Linked DNA regions of Macaca mulatta: region 1 is linked to region 2. A link is a contact called in public Hi-C data. All regions are on one chromosome and are shown on one strand. Each heading gives the region's core, a stretch centred on a gene start, on an enhancer-like site or on the middle of the called end of the contact. The rest is flanking DNA. Distances are from core to core; before and after follow the strand shown.

Region 1 (3,739 bases), core at 582-3,081, 130 kb before region 2:
AAAAAGCGCACTGTGTAAACTATCGATCTCCCATTTGCCCTTGAATAGACTCTCTTGTCTTTGACCTCAGGTAAAATCTTTCTTTGAGCCTCAGGTTTCTAATTTTTAAAATCTTTAAAATAACTGCCTTGTCTGCCCAAGATACTACATGAGGAGGAAAAAATTGAGATATTGTTCAGAAAACCATTTTTAGGCTATAAAACACTATTTAAATGTAGAGAATAGAATAAAAATATAAAGTCAAATGCAGAATAGAGTAATCCCAGCACTTTGGGAGGCCGAGGCGGGTGGATTACGAGTTTAGGAGTCCAAGATGAACCTAACCAACGTAGTGAAACCTAAAAACACAAAAATTAGCCAGGAGTGGTGGTAGGCGCCTGTAATCCCAGCTACTCAGGAGGCTGAGGCAGGCGAATCACTTGAACCCAGGAGCCAGAGGTCGCAGTGAGCCGAGAGCCGAGATCGCACCACTGCACTCCAGCCTGGGTGACAGAGTGAGACTCCGTTTCAAAAACAAAAAACAAAAAACAGTGTTCAAAATCAAATAAACATTAGTTTGTAATTTTTTACAGATTTTTGTCAACATATTACACCAAGGCTTTTCTTTCTGCCTTGTGTTCAATGTTAGTCACATGGAATTTTGATACACTTAAGAGTTTATGTCACAAAAAGATTCCAACCTCAAGAGTGGTACTTAACATAAATAATGATCCCTTGGAAAGTGGGGAGATTCCTTTCCTAGCTTTGTTTGTTTGTTTTGGTTTTGGTTTTTTTTGAGATGGAGTCTCACTCTGTAGGCCAGGCTAGAGTGCAGTGGCGCGTTCTCGACTCACTGCAAGCCCCGCCTCCCGGGTTCACGCCATTCTCCTGCATCAGCCTCCAAAGTAGCTGGGACTACAGGCACCCGCCACCACGCCCGGCTAATTTTTTTGTATTTTTAGTAGAGACGGGGTTTCACCGTGTTAGCCAGGATGGTCTCGATCTCCTGACCTCGTGATCCGCCCGCCTTGGCCTCCCAAAGTGCTGGGATTACAGGCCTGAGCCACCGAGCCCGGCCTGGTTTGGTTTTTCTAAAGACAGGGTCTCACTTTGCCACCCAGGCTGGAGTGCAGTGGTTCGATCTTGGCTTATTGCAGCCTCAACCTCCCGGGCTCACACGATCCTCCCACCTCAGCCTCCTGAGTAGCTGGGACTACAGGCGTGAGCCATCACACCCAGCTAATTTTTGTATTTTTTGTAGAGATGGGGTTTCACCATATTGCCCAGGCTGGTCTTGAACTCCTGAGCTCAAGCACTGCACCTGCCTTGGCCTCCCAAAGTGCTGGAATTACAGGCATGAGCCACCATGCCCAGCCCCTTTCCTAAATATTACATTGCACCAGTAATAGATGGTAATAAGCCACTTATAAATTCCAAATGCTAAAGAAATAGAAATACTAATCTTCAGCAACTCTTCCTTTTCAACGTGTGCACCTAGTACCACTGTATTCCAAGAATGTATTTGATCCCATAACCCCCTAAACTTCTTAGTTCATAATTTGAGAAGGCTAAAGCTTACCTTATTGTTATCAGTTTACACTGGTTTTAGCAAGAGACCTCAAATTCATCACATTCATGTTTTATCCCACATTAAGTCTGCATCATATAAATTACAACTACCAAACATTACTGAAGGACCTCACGTTTGAGAAGCATTATTTGTTTTATACGATGATGTTGAAATCTGAGCAGAAGTCTTCAAAGCTGAATGCTTACAAATGAATCCACCAGATTTTCCCTCAGTGCTTTCTAAGGTTGTCAGGAAAGGCTAGAGGCAAATTCAACATTTTTTCATTTCCCATGACTCATTCCCTCCCATGGAGTTTTGTGCTATATATTCCCTGCCTTGTCTGGGATTTTTTGTTTGGTGTTTTTTTTTGGTTTTTTTTTTTTTGCTGAGCCTTTCAATTTGCTGTATCTTGAACTAGCAAAAGGAGGAGAGGAAGTTCCTCCCAACCTTTGAAACCTCTTAATACTTGCTGAGTTATCAAGGGGGCAGATGACTGCTGATTGAACTTTACCCCATTTGAAAAAGGTTTTGCTACGATAGCTCAACCAACCTCATTTTAAGGAATTAAGTATTTATTTTCCTTAAAACCCAAAATCTTTTGGAACATTTTCCAGAAAGTGAGGCCAAATTTCTGTAGTTAGAGGTCAGTTTGGGGGAACTTTATTTTTTAGGCCCACTTTAAAATTAAATAATTTTGCATAATATATTTAATAAGGCTAAAATTAACTTTATTTTAGACTTATAGTGTTGTCCACTATATTGCTTTATACTGTTTTTTTGAAATACTTTACAATTATGAATAGACATTGTTGCTCTCACCTTAAGGCAGCAGTTTCTGAGTGAAATTCTTCAGGGAAGTAGAGGCATAATTTCAATATGGTAATAAGATAGTTATTCTAACATCAATAAGTCTGTTTCATGATCAGCGATGTACTCATAATTCCCCATGTGTGCTTTTCAAATAGTTTATAGCGCAAAAATATTAGAAGTTGCAGAACCGCAGTTTGAGTCATTTTTTTTTAATGTTTCAGCCAGCCCTAAATAAGAGCTGTGAACAAGGCTACCTGGTGATTTTGTTTTTTATCTTTTTGTATGTGCATGTGGTTTTTCTGGCTTTTTGTTTTGTTTTGTTTTGTTTTTGAGACAGGGTCTTGCTCTACCTCCCAGGCTGGAGTGCAGTAGCCTCATCACAGCTCACTGCAGCCTTGACCTCCTGAGCTCAAGCAATCCTCCAGCCTCAGCCTCCTGAGTAGCTAAGACCACAAGGCCTGCACCACTGCACCCGGCTAATTTTAAAACTTTTAGTAGATGGGGTATGGCTCTGTTGCACAGGGTCTCAAACTCCTGGGCTCACATGATCCTTCCCCCCTCAGCCTCCCAAAGCGCTGGGATTACAGGCGTCAGCCACCGCTCCTGGCGATTTTGTTTATTCTGTACTCTTAGTAGCTAACAATTACACTAAAAGAACCTTTTTCCCATTGTTAATTCCTTCCATTTCCCTCCCCCACCCGTCGATTCCGCCTGTTTTTAGGAAACTCGAAGATGTCTCTTCAACGTTCTCTCCTGTATTCTCAAATGATCTAGTCCTAAATATTTTAACACATTTGGCTAGTTTATTTCTGATGGCATTAAAAGTATCTGCACAACTGTTCCCTTATTTATAAAGCTCACAGATGCTGTATGACCTGTAACATTATACTAGCTAATGAGCTCTCCCGGAACAGTTGACGTGGAAGGAGTTTACTTCCACTTGGTTGCAAGGAGAAAGATGGAGAAAGCGAGAGACGATTGCAAAAGGAAATAACTTAGTCCATTTTCTCAGTGCTGTTTGGGGGCTCTGTGCTAATACTTCAATTGCAGAGGAGGGAGGAGACGGGACTGAGGATGGAGGGGAGCAGAGGAGGTAGGGGCGGAGCCTCGGCGGGCGAATAAAACCCCTCGCTAAAGAGAAGCACGTTAGTGTGTGGAGAAGCCACTCTCCCGAAACCCAGAGGGATGGGGCCGGCTGTGCAGTAGAACGGGGATCGAAAAGAGGAAAACAAGCGCACGAAGAACAGCGAGAAAGAAGAGGACATCTGGGAAAGGCGGAAGCAGAAGACGGGGAAGGGAAAAGAAATCCATAGCAGGTGGAAACCAGATCTAGAGCAACACCGTCAGGTTCACAGTTTGTTTTTCTGGAAGAGAAGAAAG
Region 2 (3,424 bases), core at 650-3,149:
ACGGGCCAAGGAGCGGGAGAAGCGGCGAAAGGAGCAAGAAGAAGAAGAGCAAAAGGAGCGGGAGAAGGAAGCCGAGCGTGAACGGAACCGGCAGCTGGAGCGAGAGAAACGTCGGGAGCACAGTCGGGAGAGGGACAGGGAGAGAGAGAGAGAAAGAGAGCGGGACAGGGGGGACCGAGATCGGGATAGGGAAAGGGACCGAGAACGAGGCAGAGAAAGGGATCGCAGGGACACCAAGCGGCACAGCAGAAGCCGGAGTCGGAGCACACCTGTGCGGGACCGGGGTGGGCGCCGCTAGCGGGGAAAACACTAGAGCTGCAGGTACCAGCCACTCGGCCCCAGGGGGTTACGGCCACAGAGGGATAGGCACAGTCTCCACCACCCTGGAGCCAAGGGTCTTTCACACCACCTGCCCCTACATACATACCAAATGGAACGGTGGCTATCCTTTCCCCCCAAACACACCCCCTTAACCTATCTCTTGGGACAGCCCTCCCCTCCCTCTCATTTCCCATTAAGTCTGAGAGGCAAGAGCTAGGTTAGGCAAGGAGGCGGTTGGCCAGAGATGGGGAACAGCCAGGTGCCCTAGTCCTCTGATTTTTCCTCCATCCTGCTTACCACCTCCCTGGGTACTTACAGCCTTCTCTTGGGAACAGCCGGGGCCAGGACTGGGTCACCTATGAGCTGAATCAGCATCTCCTCCTGAGTCCCAGGGCCCCTGCAGTTCCCAGTCTCTTCTGTCCTGCAGCCCTTGTCTCTTTCCCACAGGTTCCACTTTATATCCACCTTTTCCTTTTGTTCAATTTTTATTTTTATTTTTTTTATTATTAAATGATGTGGTCTATGGAAAAAAAATAAAAATCTGACTTAGTTTTAAACTGTGTGAGTGGCTTTCGTTGGGCAGGTTAAGCCACACTGTGGATATCTGTAGCCTGGAGTAGGAGTTGCTCCCATACCATGTGTTCCTTTAGGCTGACTGCCTCCTGCTTACTGAAACAGGAACTTCCCACTGTCTTCCATCCCCTGCCTTGGCCCTGACCAGCCCAAAGCTGTGGACCTTCCTCATTTGGGAAGGCCCCACTGGGAAATGGGGCAACCTGTGTCCGTGGCGGCACCCCAGCAGGGCTAGGAGGGTGGGTTCTCCTCTGGTTCATGGTCCTGTGCACGGTTAAATCAGGGATTTGATCACCTGCCTGCCACCTTGGTGTTTCCCACAACTGCCGCCAGGGGGCAGCAGCTCCTCGCTCTGTTGGCCCCGGTAACCGAGCTTCCCAAAAAGGGCTCTACTGCCCGCCTCCGCCCTCCCGCCGATGTCGTGCTTCTGTCCCCGAACCGCTCCCTGGGCCCGGGCCTCGGACTCTCTGGACCCTTGCCGTCCTTAAGTGTCCCCCAGCTGACCTGCTACCGTGCTCTCCACGGGCTCTCAAAACGCCACCGCCTTGCAGATGGAATCCCCATCAGTCCCAAAAGCCAGACAGGAACCGGGAGCCCGGAGCCCGGAGCCGGGTCTCTCCGCAGTGGGCTCGGAATTCCCCACCTCACAGTGCGCTCACCCGTTGTCCGCTGCGGGCGGCAGGCTGGCAGCTTCGCGTTCCCGGGTGCACCCGCCCCGCCAGCTCTTCGGAAATGGCCGGGCGCCGTGGCCTGGACGTCCTCCCGCCCGAGTGCTCTGCCGGGCGCTGCGGGCCCAGTCCGGGAGGGGCGCCACATCTGTATGCGCCCCGCAGCCCAGGAGCGCCGAGGGGGCGGACGCGCGGCGCCGCCTCCGCCCCCGCCGCGCGGGCCCGGCTGGCCGGGGAGGGTCGGAGGCTGGGCTCTTCTCTCCCGCGCGGCGCGGAGCCGCCTCGTTTCTCCGCAGGCGGAGCCTCCTTCCCCCGCCCCCTCCGTCTCGCTCCCTTGTTCTCGCCGGGGCCGCTCAGACCTGCAGCGGAGCCGCGGCGCCCGCTCCAATCGGCTCGGGGCTGCGCCCCCGGGACCGGGCGACGGGGGCGGGCGGGGGTGCTTCCCGCCGGCCTGGGCCCCTCGGCAGTGCCAGGTAAGGGCGCCTGCCCCGGAGCAGGGGTCGGGAATCCGCGGAGGGGCAGCAGGGGGCCCGCAGCCAGGGGGTCTTCGGAGGGGTGCGCTCCGTGGCTGGGAACCCGCTGCCTACTCCCTTCTCCCGCGCTCTGCCTCTTTCCCTTCTCCCCTCGCACCTCTCTCCCTCTTTCTTCTCTCGATTTCTCTTCACCCTTCCTTCTCTGCCTGTTTGCCTTCCTTATCCCTTCCCTCTATCTCCCAACCCTTCCCTCACCCTCTTGTCCTTTTTCCATCTCCTCTCCCTCTTTGCCTTTTTCTTTCTCTACCTTTCTCCCCTTTGCTGTCTTTCTCTTTTCTCTTTCTTGCTCTCCTTTCCCTCCCTCTCCTCTCCCCTTCCTGCTATCCTGTTTCCCACTCCTCTATCTCCTTCCTTCTCGCCTCCTCATCCCGCCTTCTCTCTGGTCCCCAGCTTTCCTCCGGCTTCCCCCTTCCCTCGGGAGCAAAGGGACTGTCAGGTGTATGTCTGCTCTGAGGGAGGAGGGGCAGAAGCCACAGCTACCTGAGGGGTCCCCCCACCCACCCCTGGGAGAAAGGACAGCAGTGGGAAGGGTCTCCTCTCTAGCTCCCTTCCCGCGGCCCCTCCCTGCCTCCACCCCTCCTGTCTGCTCCTTCTCCCAGAATTAAGTTCCTGAGGCCTGACTTGACACCCCCGAAGCTGAGAGCTGCCACTGCCTGCCCGGAACTGCCCCGGGTGACCTGTTTCCAAGCCTGGCCCCTAGGACTCCTCTCTACCTTCAGACACCCAGGCTGCTGCCCTGGTCTCTCTCATTCTGTCTCTTGCCACTGTTCTGTTTCTGTCTCTCATCCAGTCATTTCTGTCTCTGCTGGACAGTCCCTGAGTCAGTCTAGCTGTCAGTCATGCTGTATCTCTAGCCTCTGGGTCGGCCTCCCTCCCCGGTCACCTCCCCCTGTCCCCCACCCTGTATCCTCTTCCTTCAGCTCTGGCTCCCAACTCCTGTCTCATGAGCCCAGTCCCCCTTCAAGGACTGCACTGGCAGTGTGGGCTGGAGACAGGGCCTAGAGAAGTGGGGCTCCCCCTTGTGGGAGGGACTTTCTCCCACTCTCAACCCCACCTGAGGCTGCTCTCCTTGTCATCTCATCCTGACCCTAGACACCTTAAGGCCACACCTCCATGAATCCCAACTCTGTAATTTTAAGCCCTTTCTCTGGTAGCCCCGCCTCCTCCAATACCTGGCTACATGCCCAACCTGGGAGGACAGAGACCAGATTTGGGATTCCAAGCCCTCCCAGCATCCCCTCTGCTGTGTTCCTCCCCAGTTCTCTACTCGGAGTTGACTGACCAGAGATTTATCAGCTTGGAGAGCTGGAGGTGAATACATGCAGAGCC

The links. A called contact is a pair of places that touch in the nucleus more often than the background predicts.
Region 1: a Hi-C map of fetal cortex germinal zone shows a contact between it and region 2, with 2.2 times the contacts expected there. The contact joins the promoter of RNF212B here to the promoter of CDH24 in region 2. A contact is called at or near these places in 4 of 14 Hi-C or Micro-C datasets (CD4 T cells, blood, fetal cortex germinal zone and 1 more).

The regions. Positions count from the first base shown.
Region 1 is chr7:96,280,354-96,284,092 of T2T-MMU8v2.0, reverse strand. It overlaps RNF212B (ring finger protein 212B), which reads right to left and starts at 1,831. Exons shown (of 16, transcript XM_077940715.1): 1 at 1,683-1,831. It also overlaps a transcript of SLC7A8 not described here.
Region 2 is chr7:96,149,767-96,153,190 of T2T-MMU8v2.0, reverse strand. It overlaps CDH24 (cadherin 24), which reads left to right and starts at 1,899. Exons shown (of 14, transcript XR_013396104.1): 1 at 1,899-2,035; 2 at 3,355-3,406. ACIN1 (apoptotic chromatin condensation inducer 1) reads left to right here. Exons shown (of 17, transcript XM_077940685.1): 17 at 1-878. The coding sequence ends at 298. It also overlaps LOC114679672.